2 separate regions of the Macaca mulatta genome follow, and region 2 is linked to region 1. The links are chromatin contacts, called in public Micro-C maps. All regions are on one chromosome and are shown on one strand. Each heading gives the region's core, a stretch centred on a gene start, on an enhancer-like site or on the middle of the called end of the contact. The rest is flanking DNA. Distances are from core to core; before and after follow the strand shown. Region 1 overlaps N4BP2 (NEDD4 binding protein 2). Region 2 holds the start of CHRNA9 (cholinergic receptor nicotinic alpha 9 subunit).

Region 1 (3,865 bases), core at 1,353-3,852:
TATGATTATAACCAAAATATTTTTTTTTCTTTCTTTTTTTTTTTTTTTTTTTTGGAGATGGAGTCTTGCTCTGTCACCCAGGCTGAGTGCAGTGGTGTGATCTTGATCTCGGGTCACTGCAACCTCCACCTCCCAGGTTCAAGCAATTTTCCTGCCTCAGCCTCCCGATAGCTGGGATTACAGGCACATGCCACCATACCCAGCTAATTTTTGTATTTTTAATACAGACTAGGTTTCACCATGTTGGCCAGGCTGGTCTCGAACTCCTGACCTCAGGTGATCCACCTACCTCAGCCTCCCAAAGTGCTGGGATTACAGATGTGGGCCACCGCACCAGGCCAATTATAACCAAAATATTTTCTACATTTGTTTAATAGAATTTTAAGCTACTGCAGTTTTAAAATTACATGCCTCAAAAATAAAATATAAGTATTTAGTACTGTCTGAAATACCACTTATACAGACAGTTCTAGAAGCATTTTGATAAGGCAGCAACATCTGGAAGATATTTAATCATTTCTTTTTCTCTGAAAACTTTTCTGTCTATAGAAAGTATGAAATTACAATATAATCTCAGACCCAACTTTCTTCCTATAAAATGCACACAGAAAAACAGAACAAAAGGTAAAAGATGAAGGTCATATACAAAGCAGAAAAAAGGGCAAAAGCATGTCTTCCTTCCTGTAGGATATGGCAAAATAAAAGCATTTTATGTGTTTAGTTTTGAAAATAAAAAATATTCAAGTGTTTTTGTTAGATCTCCTTTTTTTCTTTACTACCCACTACTATGTCTTTTTCTTCTTTTAATACCACCCTTTGAGGGGCATGAATCATGTCTCAAAGCACTTTAAATACCTCTCACAGAAGACTTTTAGGACATTACTAAATGTCACACAACAGTTAATACGAAGGTAACCTTTTCTGAGAAACAATCAGAGCATTTTAAACTTTAAAACTGTAGCTGATAATTTTCTTAGATATTTTGTAATCAATAAAATTTCTCTGTAATATTTTTAACAGGTAACATTTGCATTTGATTCAGTAAAAAAGCAAATTAAACTCGCTTGGATTTTGCAAAAACATAATTTTTTTGTTTCATAACTGAATATTATTTATAATAAAACACACCTTTAGGGTAGACTTGACTGAATTACTGCAAATAAAAGTAATTTTAACCTACAAACCTTCATACTTCTAATTCAAGGACGTCTATTTTACTTTAGCATGACTTTCAAGCACCCTGGTTTAATTTCAGAGAACCTGCAGAAATGAGAAAAGAGTTATTTTAAAGATGAAAATTTCAAATTAGCTAAGGAATATACCTTGTAATCAATTCCAAGTACCTATGCTTAATATAATATTTACTGCCAAAGTATTAACCCTTATTAAGTCAATATCCAAGACCAACATCTAGGTTTATGTTCCTTTTATCTACGGTCAAAAGAAATACAATCTTAAAGCTGGGGGTTGCTCCTGACTTAGTAGTTAGTATAACTTAAGATTTGTTAAAACTCTTGAGGCCTGAATTTTACCTTCATGAAAAAGAGTATGCTGTAGGAAGAATAAAGTTTTGGTGCATCATGAAAGCACCAAGAAGAAATCTCTGATATATCAGGTAATTCTGATTAATCTGGCCATGCAATGCTTTCAGCTCTATCCGTAAAGAATTTAAAGGAAGACTAGTCTCTAAAATAGATAATTAATCTCAACATGATAATGTTCCAGTCTAACTACTCCTTTTATAAAAATAACTCTGATGTGTCACCTGTTTTATGCTCATAACTTATGCTACCATTTTCAATAATGTAGCCAAATAACATCTTATTACATGGCATAAAATAAATATGCTACACTGAAATTGGTGGGTAGGAGTTAATGATACACATCTGCAGGAAATCTATCCATCAACGGATTTTTCATCTTTGACTTTCTTGTCATTTTCTGTTATTAAATTATCACTTAATGAAAAAGAACATTTCATGTTTGTCAACACAGGTCATTAATGGCATTTAACTTATGAAAACAAATACATTCATATTAAATGGAATATTTCTGCTAAAGTTTAAACGTACCTAAATTATAACTATATTTCAATAGAAGCCACCCAATTCCATCCAAAATCCACAAATACTTATTTCCTTTCTAAAGAAGAATAGCAAATCTTAAAATATGATACATATTACCTAATTATTTTGCATATTATCAAATAAACATATTTTCTTTTAGAACTTTAAATTTATGAAAGTTTTATCAGATGATTATCGGCAACAAACACATTTTTCCTTATTTCTGGTTTGCCAGACAACATAAATCCAGCAGGGAAAGTTATATCATAATTTAAGCATGAATCTGTGGCTGAAATCAGATGATTAAATTTCGTTAACTATTTTAACAGATTGTTCTGAGTATGCTATTAGTGTTTATTTACCTAGCTATATGAGGGCTACTGCTATTATCAAAAACAGAAATCTATACTCGCAGAAATCTCTGATACAGCTCTATATGGGCAGTTGCCATTATCAATAACAGAAATCTACACTCACCTGAAGCTATGGCTTATGAGGTACTTAATGACAGCTGGTTTGATGCGAGCAACTCCTCCCTGGCTGTGGTTTCCTCTCCCCGTAATCACAGACAAATAAGGCTTCCCACCATTCTGCTTAAATTCTGTTACAACAGAAATTAGGGGAGTTAAAATTCATTTATCTTACATTCTCAGTAGAAAACGTAAACCTTAGCTGCTCAAGTACATGAAATTGTTTCCAAGAGGATTTTGGGGTTTGCCATCTCAAAACAGTAAGATAGATTTGCTATCTCAAAAAGCCCCCAAATTAATGTGTTTTAAAACACATAGCCTCATTGTAATCTATCCATCAAAAGATTTAAGTGGGACTTCTTCCTTTATGGGGAAAGAGATTTCTGTCCCTGAAATAATGATAATGGCAATAATAACATTAATGATACCTAATAATTACTACACAAAAGGAGTCAAATACTGCTTTAAGTGGCTTATATTTATTAACTAAGAATCTTTACAACAACCCTGTTAATTAAATATTCTAAAGCCATCAAGCTTTGTTCGGAATCATAGCTCTGCCACTAAATGACTGTGTGAACATGGACAAGTTACTTAAGTTTCTTTTGTACCTATTTTCTCATCAGGAAAAAGGGATAATGATGGCAACTAGTTTATAGATTATCTTCCAGTAATAGCTATTAGCAAATCCACTAATCACAGCTAGATTGCAGTCTTACTGTTAAAGATAATCAATTGTTAACAAACTTTTTCTAATAGATAGTTCTTAAAACATCAAAGGAGTCACAGCCTCCTAAAATACTGCAGTTCCACTTTGGAAATGACCTTGTGAAAATCAAGGATATAAATCCTGAAAACTAATAAAAGCTGTAGCAGAATAACAACAACAACAAAAAAACTATCAATGAGATGAATTAATAAATTGAAAATACACACACACAATATAAACATTCCATAGTCTGCTTATTAAATTGTCCTAATACGCCAATAGAATACAAACAAATGGTTTTTCAAGTATCAAATCTCCAAGATGGTATCAGCCTGGAATTTTAAAAGAATATGTTGCTCTTGCATTTCTAATTCCTTGTCTGTTTATGATCCCCATCTCTAATCCATATCTATTACTTCAAGCAATATGTTGTTCAAAATTCAACTGAGTGCTAGTTTCACAAAGGTATTCACAGTGCACAAAATTCTAGGTATATTGTATAAAACCTTTTTACGAGCTTTTTACAAAGTTTTTGCACTATATACCTATAGTTTTGGACACTGTTCTTTACGAATGTTATATTACATATAAAAGTTTACTTTGGCCAGGCACAGTGGCTC
Region 2 (4,139 bases), core at 610-3,109, 180 kb before region 1:
CTAGGATGAGAAATCTAAGAAATTAAAAAGGGAAAGGCCAGCTTTCAGACAAAGTATGGTGGGTATATTTCCTATGATTCATAAGCTTACCTGATTTTTTTTAGCATTCACGGCCAGGGTGTTATTCACAGCCTTACATTGTCAGTCTACTGCTGTGTTATATTTTAACCTACATCAGAACAAAATTCCTTGAGAACATGGACCATAATTTTTCCCTTATACATAGTCCTAGCTCAAGGGAAACAACCACCAAGTCCAGTTAGCAGCATCTGCCACGGATGCAGGGGGAGGGTGTGGAGGCATCTCCCCATGTCTCTGCTGACTTGATGCAACAGAAAGAACCTAAGGACGCAGGAGGAGTCCTATGGCCCTGGTTCAAGTCCTAGGACCACCACTTGCTAGTCATATGAGTAGTAATTATTTCTCAGAGTCTCATTTTCTCATTTGTATAAATGAAGATTGTAATATTTTACCCAAAAGGGTTACTGTGAGGATTCAAGAGAAAGCAGATAAAGTACCAAGCACACACCTGGAACACAGCAAGACCCTCAGTGAATGCCACGAAGATTCCCCTCGCCGAACCACACAGGCTACAGTAGTCAGAAAGCACCCACTGGTAAAAAGAAACTCATAAAGTTGCCAACAGAAGAGCCAAGTTCATGTAGAGACATGAGTGGTGATAAGAGACATGCAGTTTTCTGGGTCAGGAGAGCAGCTGATATATGATCCAGGGTATCGGGTATGTCCAAGTGAGCGATCTGGGGACTACAGCGGGCTCTGATGTCTGTGCTTTGTCAGAGGGTACATACTATTCTCCCTGAAATCCCCTGAGGGAATATATTTGAAAGCTATAAAACTGTACGGTGTGGCATAGGGTATCTCCTGGCTTCCTCCTGTTTCTGGGGTCTTTCTTCGCTGCGTAGAGAAGACCTTATCCATGGGAAATTTCTGTCCTCAACGGTAGCCCACTTGCTCCTTGGGACTTTTCAGACATTTTATTTTGTTCTTGAGTGTCTGACCCCTTCTCATCCCAGGAGGTTCTCACCCCACTGGCTCTGCTTCCTCTTCTCATAGCGGACCCTGCAGTCACAATTGTGCAGTATTTCCCTGCTCATTGCAATCACCGTCTCTCTGCTAACATTGTAAGAGTTAGGCAAATGACAAGCCTGGGAAGAGGCACAAGGGACACGCTCTGCTCTTCTGTTAACAAGTAGCACGCTACAAGGATGCTAATCATAGAGAACGGGAGCTGGGAGATTCGGAGACAACACTGTGCAAACCCAGCGGATACCCTTCCCAGGCTATTCTGAGAGCTACCGGCCCCCAACCTCTCCCACAGCTTCTGCCCCCTGAGAAGCAGCATGGCCCCATGGCCCCAGGACCTCACTCATCTCCCGCTCCCCCATCCTCTGCCCTGTCCTGGCATGTCCCTAAAAGGGACATGTTAAAACCGAAAAGAGGCAAGGAGGTGCTTTCTCCCAGGAAGCAACGCACTGCTCCATCTCCCACCCCACCTGCCCTCAGCGTCTCTTTGGCTAGGCCTACTTAGCTGAGAGCAGCTCCGTGGGTATGAATGACCTAGGCTCCTGCTTCTGGAAGCGTGTTTGGAAGGAAGCAGGGAAGATATTGAAAGGTAAAGCAGGAAAACTGGAAGATTTTATTCCCAAGTTTTTTCCTCGAAGACACTTTAACTTTCTCCATTTCTTCTTCTCATTTACCTCACCATCGCCATGGACATAGGCTCTGTACACCAAGGAGCTGAACGAGAGGAATCCAGGAGAGCCACAGAAAGGACAAGGGAAACCAGTGCAGGGGGGATGGACGCACATCCGCTGACCACGTAAAAGCCAGGCCAGAAGCTAGGCCCTCAGATACGTTAGGTTTTCTCGGTGCCTTTCAGAGCCATCTTGGAGCCTGAAAAAACAAAAAGAAAAAAAGAGAGAGAGAGAGAACATTGGCAATACTAATCCTGTTTTGTTGTTGTTGTTGTTTGTATTGGTTTGTTTGTTTGTTTGTCTGTTTTTTTAGACAGAATTTGTCTCTGTCGCCCAGGCTAGAGTACAATGGCGTGATCTCAGCTCACTGCAACCTCCACCTCACAGGTTCAAGCGATTCTCCTGCCTCAGCCTCCCAAGTAGCTGGGACTACAGGCATGCATCACCACACCCGGCTAATTTTTATATTTTTAGTAGAAACAGGGTTTCACCATGTTGGCCAGGCTGGTCTTGAACTCCTGACCTCAGGCAATCCACTCACTTCAGCCTCCCAAAGTGCTAGGATTACAGGCGTGAGCCACTGTCCCCAGCCACTAATCCTGTTTTTAAACTTTGGTATTTTTATTTATGATGAAATATTTTGCATTAATTTTGATGTTTAGAAATATTGTATTAAGGCCAAGCATGGTGGCTTACACTTGTAATCCCAGCACTTTGAGAGGTCGAGGTGGGTCGATCACTTGAGGACTTCAAGGCCAGCGTGGGCAACAAAATGAGACCTCATCTCTACCAAAAAAAAAAAGGTTCTTTTAACCAGGCATGGTGACACATACCTTCAGTCCTCCCCACATGGGGGAGGCTGAGGCGGGAGGATCACTTGAGCCCAGGAGTTTAAAGCTGTAGTAAGCTATGATCACACCACTGCATTCTGCTCTGGGTGACAGATAGAGACCCTGTCTCAAAACAAATTTCTATATTCATTACTAATATTTTTGGCTCCCCCTTAAATGTGCAGTGGAAGCAAGTGCCTCTCTGCCTCACTCTGGTCCTGGCCCTGATGAGATTTAGCCTAGCTGATGGAACTGGTCAATTCACCTGGTTGATGATTTTTTTTTCAGAAAGAAAGAGTGAAAGCTCTAAAAATAATCTTTAAAAATCAAAGTATTTTTTTTAAATGTGCAATTCTGCTACAATAATTAAGAAAAGAGTAAAAGTCTCAGTCACAAAAAGAAACCAAATTTAGACACAATTCAAATCCTTTATCTTCTGACAAAGCCAAGGTACTTCACCTTCTCAGCCACCAGATGTCTCTGTACGCTCCCCGCAGGCCTCTGCACAGGGCACTGCAGATAACGTCATATGTGAAATCGGCTGTTTTTAACCAGCTCTAAAGAGACAGCACATACAAAGAAAAAAAAAACCAGTTTGAAACGTAACAGCTTCAAATACCAAATGTACAGTGATCCACCCATTTATCCAGGATTTCTGGCTAACAGCCAAGTGCTTATGATAATAAAATCTATTAACAGATTTAAGCTAAGAAATAGATTATTAGAGTCAGGTTGTCCTAATCAATACACTTTCTAGAATGTTCCTACTTTATTGTTTTCTCGTACCTTATCCGGATTAATTTCTAATGGAGTATAATTCTGCAAGATCAAAATAGAGTATTCCAGGAACTAACTCTTTCCCTGGTTTGGAGGACTAGATTTTACCGAATTCTTTAGGGTAGGGAATTTTTTTGTTGTTTTTGTTTTTGTTGAGGCAGAGTCTCACTCTGTCACCCAGGCTGGAGTGCAGTGGTGTCATCTTGGCTCACTGCAACCTCAGCTTCTTGGGTTCAAGTAATTCTCCCGCCTCAGCCTGCCAAGTAGCTGGGACTGCAGGTGCGCACCACCATGCCTGGCTAATTTTTTGTTTATTTTTTGTAGTTTTAGTAGAGACAAGTTTTCACCATGTTGGCCAGGCTGGTTGTGAACTCCTGACCTCAAGTGATCCATTCGCCTTGGCCTCCCAAAGTGTTGGGATTACAGGCGTGAGCCACCACGCCCAGCCTAGGGTACGGAATTTTGAAAACAATATTTAAACCTTTTGTATATGTTTTTTAAAAAATCAGTGCATGAAGTGCTATGGGGGGCCCAGAAAACAAAGTAGTGGGAAGGTTGTACTATTCTTTCAAAGTAAGTTTACCTTGGCTTGTTGTCATCCTTTCCCTTCACATCCTCACCTCCCCTCTCAGAAGAAAATGTAACACTTCAGTGAACAGACCATTTCCTCTGAATTTAACTTTTTTGTGAGTTGTTCTGCAAATAAGCACTTCGTTCAACACCGTGGGGGACCATCGATCCTTCTTCCAGAGGTCCGGGAAAATGACTCTTGGGAGAGGCCTCTGTGATAAGACTCCATGAGCTTCTCCAACTCCTC

Evidence for each region. Hi-C and Micro-C count contacts between places; a contact is called where the count stands out from the background.
Region 2: a Micro-C map of CD4 T cells shows a contact between it and region 1, with 16 times the contacts expected there. The contact joins the promoter of CHRNA9 here to the enhancer-like site in region 1. A contact is called at or near these places in 5 of 14 Hi-C or Micro-C datasets (CD4 T cells, blood, fetal cortex germinal zone and 2 more).

Annotation. Positions count from the first base shown.
Region 1 is chr5:39,391,903-39,395,767 of T2T-MMU8v2.0, reverse strand. It overlaps N4BP2 (NEDD4 binding protein 2), which reads right to left. Exons shown (of 18, transcript XR_013417825.1): 16 at 2,544-2,667; 17 at 1,129-1,260. Among named protein-coding and RNA genes, the nearest start is that of RHOH, 44 kb to the left of the region's middle. Within about 2 kb of position 2,602, at least 3 of the 40 cell types and tissues checked have an H3K27ac peak or open chromatin away from gene starts, as enhancers often do. A contact at or near this core is called in CD4 T cells, where this site is marked.
Region 2 is chr5:39,567,251-39,571,389 of T2T-MMU8v2.0, reverse strand. CHRNA9 (cholinergic receptor nicotinic alpha 9 subunit) reads right to left here and starts at 1,859. Exons shown (of 6, transcript XM_001094288.5): 1 at 1,719-1,859. It also overlaps a transcript of RHOH not described here.